Linked DNA regions of Zea mays: regions 1 and 3 are each linked to region 2. The links are chromatin contacts, called in public Hi-C maps. All regions are on one chromosome and are shown on one strand. The core of a region is the stretch at or near the end of the contact, and the rest is flanking DNA. Distances in the headings are between cores, read along the strand shown.

What was found. A called contact is a pair of places that touch in the nucleus more often than the background predicts.
Region 1: a Hi-C map of tassel shows a contact between it and region 2, with 3 times the contacts expected there. The contact joins the promoter of LOC100501498 here to the promoter of LOC100282245 in region 2. A contact is called at or near these places in 4 of 25 Hi-C or Micro-C datasets (ear, leaf and tassel).
Region 3: a Hi-C map of bundle sheath shows a contact between it and region 2, with 3 times the contacts expected there. The contact joins the promoter of LOC100192973 here to the promoter of LOC100282245 in region 2. A contact is called at or near these places in 4 of 25 Hi-C or Micro-C datasets (bundle sheath, ear, leaf and 1 more).

The regions. Positions count from the first base shown.
Region 1 is chr8:98,553,266-98,557,083 of Zm-B73-REFERENCE-NAM-5.0, reverse strand. It overlaps LOC100501498, which reads left to right and starts at 1,743. Exons shown (of 1, transcript NM_001322947.1): 1 at 1,743-3,540. The coding sequence starts at 1,813. The coding sequence ends at 3,441.
Region 2 is chr8:98,068,175-98,072,153 of Zm-B73-REFERENCE-NAM-5.0, reverse strand. LOC100282245 (pleckstrin homology domain-containing protein 1) reads left to right here and starts at 2,497. Exons shown (of 1, transcript NM_001155157.2): 1 at 2,497-3,401. The coding sequence starts at 2,687. The coding sequence ends at 3,187. It overlaps LOC103635584, which reads left to right. Exons shown (of 5, transcript XM_035961736.1): 5 at 1-233.
Region 3 is chr8:97,724,246-97,728,075 of Zm-B73-REFERENCE-NAM-5.0, reverse strand. LOC100192973 reads right to left here and starts at 1,638. Exons shown (of 6, transcript NM_001138147.1): 1 at 1,365-1,638; 2 at 1,028-1,106; 3 at 715-875; 4 at 580-631; 5 at 448-499. The coding sequence starts at 1,466. The coding sequence ends at 483.

The DNA of each region.
Region 1 (3,818 bases), core at 494-2,993, 490 kb before region 2:
GCCGGGGACCGACGGAGGTGAGGGATCGGGCCACCGGCCACCTGCGTGCTGTTGGCTGTCTCGCAGCTTTGTTGCCGGGGGTACAGACGTACAGTAAACATGGTAGGGCAGCCTCTGCGCCATGGCTGGCCTGTTGGCCGTTGTCGCACCTATAATTCACTAATTTTAAACTTTGCAAAAGTCATCGTCATATCCATTGTCTCTACAAATTCCACCAAATAAATTGCATCTAGATTTAACATAATATCAAAACTAATGATTCAGATCGTTGGATATTTCTCATTTCCTTTCTCACTAAAATCCAGTGAACAATATTATTTAGATCTCCGGCGTTAGCACATGCTATATGCTAGTATTTACCATGTTTGGGAGAGGCTGACAGGCCACAGAGTAGAGATAGCAATAGAGAATTCCCCGTCGGAGAATACCACCCATCTCTGTCCATGTGACTAAAAAAAATTCCCCACAGGGGTCCCACAAACACTTACAGGGAAGGTTTCTTTCCCATCTCTGTTCTCTTAAATTATAATTATGATATACATTATTTATTATTAATATAAAATATTATCACTTAATATAAAAAATCATTATATGTACATTAAAATAAACACATCTGTACAATAAGTAATCTTCTGATAAGATAATTATTTAATTTTATTAATAACTATTACATAAAAACATGGTCACATACAAATTTAATATATCACGCGAAGAACGAGGATGAAGAATTTTTCCCGTCCCATCTCTGTTTACGGAGAACAGTTTTTTCCCGTTTATACCCTCGCCAGGAGGTAAGAAACTTTTCTATTCTTATTCCCTACTAGATAAATTCCTTGTGGAGAATCAGGAATCAGGTCCATTGCCATCAGAGGTGCAAAACATCAATGGCTGTGCTACGTAGAAGCGTAGTGACACTGACTTCCTAGGCTTCATGACAGCAGGCCTCATATTCGGACAGTTTGTTCCGTGGGTGGCACTGGCACTCAAGGCCTAGTTTCCCCAGAAAACATGGCGCAGGATACCTCAAAATTGTGGCCTGGTTTATGGGCTCATCACAATTGGGTTACAACTTGCCCAGGTTAGCCAGGGACGGCCCGATGGGACAGCAACGCGCGCAGGTGTCAGATCGGTAAGCCCATAAACACGGTGCTTCCTCGCGGGTGCGTCGTCGTCGTTCACTTGCGCCCGGCCGACACCCTGTCACTACAAGCAGCGTGCGGCACCCTAGTGGCCTTGTACAGCGTACCATCCACGAGCGGACGAGCCACCAAACCCGACGTCGAGCTCCCTCCGTCTCCGACGCAAAGCTGTGGCTCCGCCGCTTCCACGCCGCGCGCGCGGGTGGAGCCTGGGGCCTCGGGGCCGTGTGCCATGTGCGCTGCCACCCGCCGCGGCTGCCGCGAACCTCGGCCGCGCGTGGGCGCTGGCCCCCGCGGGTGGCGCTGTCTGATGGCTGTCCGGTGCTCTGCTTCTGCTCCGTGCTTGCTCTCCCCGTGTCCCGCACGGCCACGGCCACGGCCAGCCCCGTGACAGCATGACAGCAACGCCGCACCGTCGCGGGGATACTAATATTTCCCGAGCCCTGGCGCCTTGTGGCGGCGCGGTGGACCACGCGACAGCCCGCACGAGGGGCGGTCGTGTAGCACGTGCGTGCAACAGCCGTTCCACACCCGGTTCGGCTAGGTGCAGATCCTCGACACTACTTGTGTTTGGTTCGGTCTCCGGTGAGCAGTGAGCTTCAACTCCATCATCGGTAGCCTCAAGCTGAAGCTCCATGCAAATGGGCCCAAGAATACGACGCGAACAGGCGAGATGCAGATGAACAAGTGCATGTGCACGGATCCAAGCTCTCTGGATGCCTTGCCTTGCCTATATAAAGGTCCGCAGCACCACACATCACCACACACTTCAATTACGATTATTCCAGATAAGCACGATCCGATGATGGCCCCACCGATATCCGCCGATGCCTTGGTGGAGGCTGCCTCGGCCGTCGCCGCGTACCCAGCCATCGCGCCGAACAGAATGCTTTGCAAGGACGCGCCGGCGCCGGCCATCTCTGTCGTCTCGAAGCAGACGGTCCGGCCCGCCGGCGCGTCGGCGGCGGTCGGCAGTGGAGACCTCAGGCTCTCGGTGTCGGACATGCCGATGCTATCGTGCCACTACATCCAGAAGGGGCTGTTCTTCCCGCCGCCTCCTCCCGGCGTGCTGGCGGCCTCGCTGGTGTCGTCGCTCGTGGCGGCGCTCTCCCGCGCGCTCGGCGTCTTCCCCGCGCTCGCCGGCCGCCTCGTCACGCTCCACGACGACAGCATCGTGATACGGTGCGGCGGCGACGACGCCGCCGTCGAGTTCTACCACGCGGTGGCGCCGTCTCTGTCGCTCGGCGACTTCCTGGTGCCCGGCGCCGACGTGCCGACCCGTTTGACGAACGGCCTGTTCCCCATGGACCGGACGGTGAGCTACGGCGGCCACGGCCGCCCGCTCACGGCGTTCCAGCTCACCGTGCTCGGCGACGGCGCCGTGTTCGTCGGCTTCGTCGCCAACCACGCCGTCGTGGACGGCACCTCCTTCTGGCACTTCTTCAACACGTGGGCGGGGCTGTGCCGCGGCGCGCCGGTCCGGGAGCCCGACTTCCGCCGCAACTTCTTCGGCGACTCCACCGCCGTCCTACGCTTCCCCGGAGGCGCGAGCCCCGCCGTGACGTTCGACGCCGACGCGCCGCTCCGCGAGCGGATCCTCCACTTCAGTGCTGCCGCAATCAGCGAGCTGAAGGCGACGGCCAACCGCTCGAAAAGAGCAGGTCAGGAAGCCGAGGCTAACGGCAAGCTCGCGCACGACGACTCCAGACTTGAAGGGCGTTCCGGTGAAATCTCGTCGTTTCAGTCGCTGTGCGCGCACATCTGGAGGGCGGTGACGCGCGCGCGCCGGCTGCTGGCTGCCGACAAGACGACGACGTTCCGCATGGCCGTGAACTGCCGGCACCGTCTGCGCCCGGCGATCTCCCCGCTCTACTTCGGCAACGCGATCCAGAGCGTGGCGACGACGGCCACCGTAGCCGAGCTGGCGTCCAACGACCTGGGCTGGGCGGCCGCCCGGCTGAACGCCACCGTGGCGTCGCACAAGGACGGCGCGATCCGGCGCGCCGCGGCGGAGTGGGAGGCCGCGCCCCGTTGCTTCCCGCTAGGCAACCCCGACGGGGCGGCCCTCACGATGGGGAGCTCGCCTCGGTTCCCGATGTACGACGGGAACGACTTCGGGTGGGGCCGCGCGCTCGCCGTGCGGAGCGGCCGCGCGAACAAATTCGACGGCAAGATGTCTTCGTTCCCCGGACAGGCTGGGGACGGTAGCATCGACGTGGAGGTGTGCCTCGCGCCAGACACCATGGCGCATCTCCTCCTCGACAAGGAGTTCTTGCAGTACGTGTCCTCCCCTGCACCGTGAGGCGGTGACAGAGTGAATGTGTGGCTTGTTGCTGCGCAGCTACATATAGTAACTGGATTTGTACCCTTTCAGCAGATATCAAGTGCTTGCCAACTTTAATGAGTTTGAGTGACCATGTAGATGTAGAGAGGCTGTTCTGCTGTTTCCTTCGTGATGCCGTTGTAGGCTAGCAGCACTAGTTATGGCTTCCGAGCAGGTGTGGCAAAACGGTTATGACTTATGATAGACGGATATGGTTTTTAGGCTCCTTTGTGTTAAGTAACCCTAGTTAGGGTTATGTGCACAAATACTTGCTTTGTCCCTGAGGGGTCTCACCTCTCTATATAAGGAACCTATACACCCCCTCATAATACAGAGAAGAGAAAGAGGCCAGAGGT
Region 2 (3,979 bases), core at 1,248-3,747:
CCTCACTACCTTAGTTTAGGTCACTTTTATAAACGTAAACACTAGCAAACTCATTAGTTCACAGATTATATTAATCAGCAAATATTAAAATCATTTAGTCAAATGGACTGAGTTCTATTTTCTTGCAAAATACTATATCCATTCTCGAATATTTGTCTCTGACTAGTTTTTTTTTCATTTAGTCAAATGGACTGAGTTCTATTTTCTTGCAAAATACTATATCCGTTCTCGAATATTTGTCTCTGACTAGTTCTTTTTTGAACTAAAACAAAGTCTTGTAGTCCTACATGTGCACGCATAAAATAATATAATCATAAGGCTGGTTTGGTGGACTCGAAAATAAAGGTTATCCATGGAGTAAGAATCTCCTCGCTGACCTAAGTGTGCGAGGACAACATGCATTGCGGTAACACAGACACGACACATGGTAATAGTCCTGCAGCAAGTGAAGCTTGGCCTCAGATAATCGAGCCAACGAACGAGGGACATAATAGGAATCTGGATGCTTTTCTAGGAATCCGGATGCTGAGAAAATCTGACTGTGTAGAGAATTTAAGTATCATGAAGAATACATGCGGAAGAAGATAAAATAGTCTATAGGGTTTATATTGTAGAAAGTAACAGTTTCCTATTATTGGAATGACTCGGCCGATTTTGTTTTCAAGTTTATTTTGGACGGTTTTGACTAAAGTGGTTCTTATATAAGCGGATTAAAAAGCTGGGCGTTTGGCAGTCTGCAGCAGTTTCTGGTGGCCATAGCTGAAAACAATGGTGGGTCCAGGATTTGAAACATGAGTATTCAAAATTATTAAGGGAAAAATTTGGTATGTATAATACCATATAAAGTCTTACAATTTGATACTTATAATACCACAACATATTACATATTTATATATTAATAATTTTATAGCATACGCATTGAAATGGAGTATTAGATGAGCATAAGATTGATAAACTAGAGTTATCTTTTATATTAATTTTTTATTGAAATCTTGGTATTCATTTGAATACCCTTGTCATTATATTGAACCAGCCCCTGACTGAAAAAAGTTGAAATAAACATGGCCGATGCGGCTCCAACGTCGGGGCGAGGGTAGCGGTGGTGGTAGCAAAAGACACTTCTATCGATTCATTTGTCCTAGCAAGCCACTGCCTAAAAAGCATGAAATGGGAGTATGTGCAAACTATTACCATCACATGAACGAGGAGCAGAACTCGAAATTTTGGTCTCTAGGCAATTCACTACTTTGTATGAATAATGAAAAGATAAAATTTCAAGACCTCAAGCACAAAGATGCATCAGCTAGACCTTGATATACACGTGTCTTATTCTTTTGCCACACGATATCTGTCAGACTTAAGCTAAATTTATGATACCCTTGCAATAGCTCAATATTTTACTCGATCTTACAGTGGATTAAAACTTATTGCCAACTATTTTCTAGACAAAAACTATTGTGTAATCAATCTTGTTGTAAAATTATCGTACAAATAAACTACTCAAAGTCATAAAATCTTAATATAATTTTTTTACTATTTTTAATCCTCCAGGTTGGAGAGAATTTTCTATTTTTATATTAACATGAGATGAATTAGAATTTAAAATTTGATATATTAATAGAGTGAATAATAAAATATATCTATACATTTTTAGATTTTTTTAATAAGTCTTGTTAGTTTGATTGTACTGCACACAAATTTTTGCATATTATGTATGTGAAACCAACGAGAATTTTTTTGCATACTATGTATGTGAGATCAACTAGAAAATTGTTGTACATTTTTTCCTGGGCCTCTTTAGATCCTTTTGTTTTAAAGAAATTAAAATCTATTTTATAGATTCTGCTATTTTGTTTAAAAAATTGCATCTTACGATTTTTCAAAAATCAAATATAAATATTAATCTATCTTAAATTTGACAACAACTGTTGTGTAATCAAGATTTTTCTATAATCGTTGTGCAATCGAACTACTAAAAACATAAAAATCGATGTACTTCATTATTTATTGTATCAATATATAAAATTTTAAATTCTAATTCACTTATGTTAAAGATAAAATGGAGATAATTTTATCAATAGAACTTTTTTACATATCTTAATATATGGTGATTTAAAACTTAAAATTTGATATATTTATGTACTAAATAATAAAATATATTTACAGTTTTCTAAGATTTTTTAATAAATTTTAACCGTATAAAGGTATGTAAATCTTAATTGCATAATATTTTTGTTTTTAGAATTTTAGAACAATAAGATACAAATAATTACATAGATTCTTATATTTACCTACAATTTATCCTATAAAAAATAAATATATTATCTATTTACCTATCGTAATAAGTAATATCTTCGTTGTCGAATATTTATCGTTGTATCGTTTATTTTTAACTAAATTGAGACCAATAAAAAAAGAGTACAATTAAAGAAATATAAAATATATATTAATATCAGATAGATGCCGATTAATATAGATTATTTTCCGATTCCTCCCGATTTTTGGAAAGCGAAGGAAAACTTTCGATTGTATTTGTGGCCGTCAGGTCGGATGATTCCTGCTTCTCCGATCCTATCACATCGCGCACTACCTTCCAGCGAATCCATCACGGAAGAAATTGTTCCCCACCCACCCTAGACTCGCCGCCGTCGCAACTCCCACCCGATCCCCAAATTCTCCGGCGGTGATGGCCAGCCTGTGGCGCGCCGTGATGGATAGCGTCAGCGGCTCCTCCCCCTCGGCGCTGGACGCGGCCCCAGGTAGCGGCGTCGAGTTCTGGCACGGCGCAGAGCGCGCTGGGTGGCTAAATAAGCAGGGCGAGTACATCAAGACGTGGAGGCGGCGGTGGTTCGTGCTGAAGCAGGGGAGGCTTTTCTGGTTCAAGGACCCTGCGGTGACACGGGCCTCGGTGCCCCGCGGCGTCATCCCCGTCGCCACCTGCCTCACAGTCAAGGGCGCCGAGGACGTGCTCAACCGCCAGTTCGCCTTCGAGCTCTCCACGCCTGCCGAGACCATGTATTTCATTGCGGACTCCGAGAAGGACAAGGAGGAGTGGATTAACTCCATCGGTCGCTCCATCGTCCAGCACTCCCGCTCCGTCACCGACGCAGAGGTCGTTGACTACGACAGCCGCCCCCAGCCCCCGCCGCAGCTTATGACCAGCGAAGAGAGTGCACCAGCAGCTTAATGGCGTGGTGATTCCTGTGAACTCTCTCGATATGGATCTGACTTGTAGCATATGTATTTCCAATTCCATGTGATTGTGGCCTTGTGCCGACGTTCCTCACTCTTGATTATGTAGCAGTATATTAACTATCAACGACATGGTCTGGTATGGTAATAAGCGAGTTAATAAGCTGTGCTTTCGTTTATAGTTTGTTTTATATGTATATACTATACTACGATTTGATCTTGGTATACCCTAATTTACAAGGTGGTTGAAGTCTGGCTAGTTTTTATTTTTTTTAACAGTTTTGAAGTTTTGGCCCCAATTTCAGAAATTGTAAGAGATTTTAATCATTCAGTATCCCATTCCTCTCGCCTTTTGTTGTGTTTGACTTGTTCTATTCTAATGGAATTGTATTGAGTCGCATAGGATTGCTTAACTGACTCCGCATTTTTGCAGAAGATTCCCCAGTTTTGGCTAGTTTGGCAACAACATTTTCTCAAGGGATTACCATTTTCCCAAATGAAAACGAACTAATTTCTCTTGGGAAAATGAAAATCCATTGGAAAAATGAGGTTGTCAAACTAGCATTTAGATCCTAGCTCTGACTCTAGCGCTCTTATGAAGTTTCTGTCCTAGAAGTAGAAACACAAACACTGATGAAGTGCTGAATGTGCTATAATATGCTTATTAACCATGAAGTAAAACTGTTAAAGAACCATGTATCATGATGTCTTATGTTGTAATCTGAAGTGGAAGTTTTCTGTAGTGAATTGGTGTATGCAGTACTCCTCGAGTGCCAACATGCGCTGT
Region 3 (3,830 bases), core at 389-2,888, 340 kb after region 2:
GTTTTCTGGAATAAAAAAAATTAAATATATATTTTGAACTTCCTAAGACTGGAACATGATACCTAAGCTGGACAGATGATCAAGGACAGTTTTACCCCTGGAGACAGAAAAACTTATAAGACTTAGCTTTCTACATCATATCCTGTTTTGTATGTCTCATAATTAGGTTCCTTGTATTAAGACGACCAACCTATCATTTGTTATACAAAATTCGAACGACTGCTGAAGTCTCGAAGTATATAGTCTAGGCTGATTAAAATGTAAGTATGGGTTAAAGTGCTGCTGGTAACAAACTAAATACAACTGTATGATGTTGTTGACAACAAGACATAACTCAAAATGGGAGCACCAACAAAGTGACTGGCACCGGTGATGCAAGCATAACCTAAACACAACTAATGGAAAACGCGAATTGGAAACTATGAAAGTGTCCCATATATGGTATACCTTGTTCACAAAAGGGAGAGGTCCCAGCAGATTATTCAGTAATAAAGTGAACCTGAAAGTGAAGTCTAGCAAGTCAGTGTATGAGCGTCCATGTATATACTGAAGATAATACACAAATTGATGCAATGATACCTTGCCACCAATCACCTCTGGTAGCAGAGCCATCCGGGTTGTCCCCCTTGTACTGGATTTAAAATTCAAAATAAACATTAGACTTAAGCGCTCCAAATGATCTGTACTACGTATATATAAAAAGGTTCTACGTACATCCGTATGGGGTTCATTGGCTGGTTGCTTCCGTAAAACGCTGCTGTAGAACTCCCGACCACCGTAATGCACGGATGAGCCAAAGTAAGGAGATTCTGATGGCTCATTTGGATGAGCATGTTTGCCATCCTTGTAAGTAGGGCGGCTGTGGGATTTGCCATCTGAGCACGAATTTAAACTTCCATAGTTAAAATCAGTGCTCCAGATTAATTCTAAGCTAAGATGGTGAGAAAAGGTTTTAAGTATCGTTGTGCTTATGAACGCGACCTAAATCGAAGAGAAACGTCAAATTGACAAGAGTACCCAGAACTACCTCTGCCATTCTGCCCTCTGGAGCTCTGCTTGTTCAGCATCGTGTACAAGTCCGCATGCTTTGCGTCACTTGCGCTTCCCTTGAATGCAAAACAAAGTCAAAATGTCAACGTCATATCCAAATAGATTTTGCATAATCCTATAGGTCCTCTATTATCAAAATCACCCCTCATCAGAATTAAATTGGGAAACCGTTGAAGTCCCTCCACAAATCGCAACATAGTAACGGACTCTTTCATCAAATCGCACCAGCTCACTAATCATGCAAAAAAATTACTAAGACCCCAGGAATCTGAGAGCAAAATATCAGAACGATGGCGTGAAGAGACGGCCCGTACCGCAGTCGGCGCGGAGAAGACGGTGCTGAAGTACCCGTTACCCGGCGGCGGCGGCGCGGCTCCGACGGCGGCGGGGGCCGACGGCTTCTTCTTCGCCTCCATATGCAGAGCCGTTTTCTGCGTCTGCGGCTTCGGGAGAAGGGCCTAGACTCTCGAGAGGATGGACCGTGAACACTTGACTTGAGGCGGAAAAGGATGGGGGCACGTGAAGTGTTAGTTGTAGGCGGCGGCGGCCGGCGGGGAAGGAAGCAGTTGGTTGTTCGCCTCGTGGCGTCCTGCTTCGGCCAACATCTGTGCCGGCATTTAAAGGCCTCGACGGAGCGACTCGGTTTCGCTATTTCGGAGATCTTAAGGGGCTGAATGGAGAAAATTGTGTTTAGCTTTCATCCACATCCATCCAACCTGCAGTGAGACTTGCAGAGTGCAGACTCCCGTATTACAGGGACGGTCCTGAATAAGTTAGTAGTTTTATTTCAGAGATTCAACGATGTTAGTATACGAATTATTTAGACACGTTTGGAATCATCCAGTTTTTTAGCAATCTGATTTATAAAAAGTCAAGTGCTTCCAAACATATCAGATTATGCTTCGGTTCTTAAAAATCGGACTGCCTCTTCCATAACTAAAATTAGTTTTTAACTTGGTAGAAATTAGTGATTGTAACCGCTCTTAGGTCTATGCATGTGATTCCCTCGATGTCTTTATCCCATTTGAATATTTAATTATTATTTAAAAATTTTAGATTAAAAATATTAATTCAATCTATATTTAAAATTGGCAACAAAGAAAAACAAAGAGAATAATAGAATCAATTACTTTTGAAATAGAGTAAGGATTGAATTGTCTTTGTGTATAACAAAGCTAGAAGTTGGTTTCCAAGAAACTAGCCTCTAAACACGCACACCTATTTTTTTTATAAACCAGTTTCTAGCAACTGATGACGGAAACCAGTTTCTTAGAAATTGTGGTGGTTCCAAAGAGACCCTTAATCATCGATAAAATATAAATACATAAAGAGAAATTATTTATAAGAAAACCACTACAACATTTCTTCCAAACTATTGTTTAGTTTGATTTCGTAGTGAGCTAAATTTTTCTAAGGATCTATGTAAAAGGCGTTTTGGACTACTCAACTCCAAGAAATTCAGCTCCACTCTACTCTACGAACTCTATCTTTTAGCAGCTCCACCATGGAGTTGGAATAGAAAAAATGTTTGGCTTAACATCTTATTCTAGTTCAGTGAATGATAGATTTTAGGGTAAATGTCTATTATATCCTTGTTTTAAACGATCCACATGTAGGTGATCCAACTCCACTGTTTCTCGCTCCCATCCCCACTAACTCGGTCACCTCTCTTGATGGAATGATGTGAGGCATGAGGCGACTGTCTCCATCCTCGCTGGTGCAACCCCAAACGTTGACGCAAACCGATGTGCAGTTGCGGTGAGCCCATCGGCCGACGTTGAGGAGGAGCGATGTTGGCAAGCCACCTGCCGATGTGGAGGAGGCATGCCGGGGGAGTCGCTCATCGGCGCGGAAGAGGAGGCACGACGAGGAGAACCACCCGACTATCCACGAGGTCTTGGGTGGCAATACGAGTAATTACCCCCACAATTCTATGAGGAGGTACAAAACAATGATTTCCGAAGCACCTATTTGAAGCTTCACAAAAAACTTGGAGTTGGGGGCCTAGATCCGAATTTTTTATGGAGCCGGAGTTGATTGAACAGGAGGTGTTTGGTTGGAAGGAGTTATATTGAAGCTAGATTTTTTGGAGTGGAGCATTCCCAAACACTACCTTAATAGAGATCCATCAGCTCCAAATCCAATTAAATCCACCTAGATGTACCACGAATCAACTTTATCGTGGATATAGATTTTGTTCAAACATTTGATATAGATCTGTAGGAAACGGGTGACACCTAAGAGGGGGGGGTGAATTAGGACTTCTAAAACTTTCTCTAAACTAGGCCACAATTAAATCCCTAGAGCAAAACCTATGCAAATAGACAAACTAGAATGAGCAACTAGGTTTTGTCTAAGTGTTGCTATCTCTACCGCAAAGGCTAAGTTTCAATCTACACTAGATAAGTATGAATACACGATTGAAACTTAAATGCTTAATGTAAATGCGGAAACTTAAAGAGCAAAGTAGAGAAGCAAACTCTCGTGGATGACGCCGGTATTTTTACCGAGGTATCCGGAACCACGCAAGGTCCCGACTAATCCTCGTTGGTGCCCCTACGCAAAGGGAAGCCCACGCGAGGGCCAAGCACCTTCGGTCGAGTAACTCCGTAGAGAGCCGCGGGCCTTCTCCACACGCAAGTGGTGCTCCGCTTCCGGCTCCTCTCAGACGCTCCCCGCCGTCTCCACTATCGAGCTTCCGGCCGAAACGCCGCGGGCCTCGTTCCCTCCGGTACACGGTGGCGGCCGTGACACAAACACGGTTGTCACGGTCTCGCAAG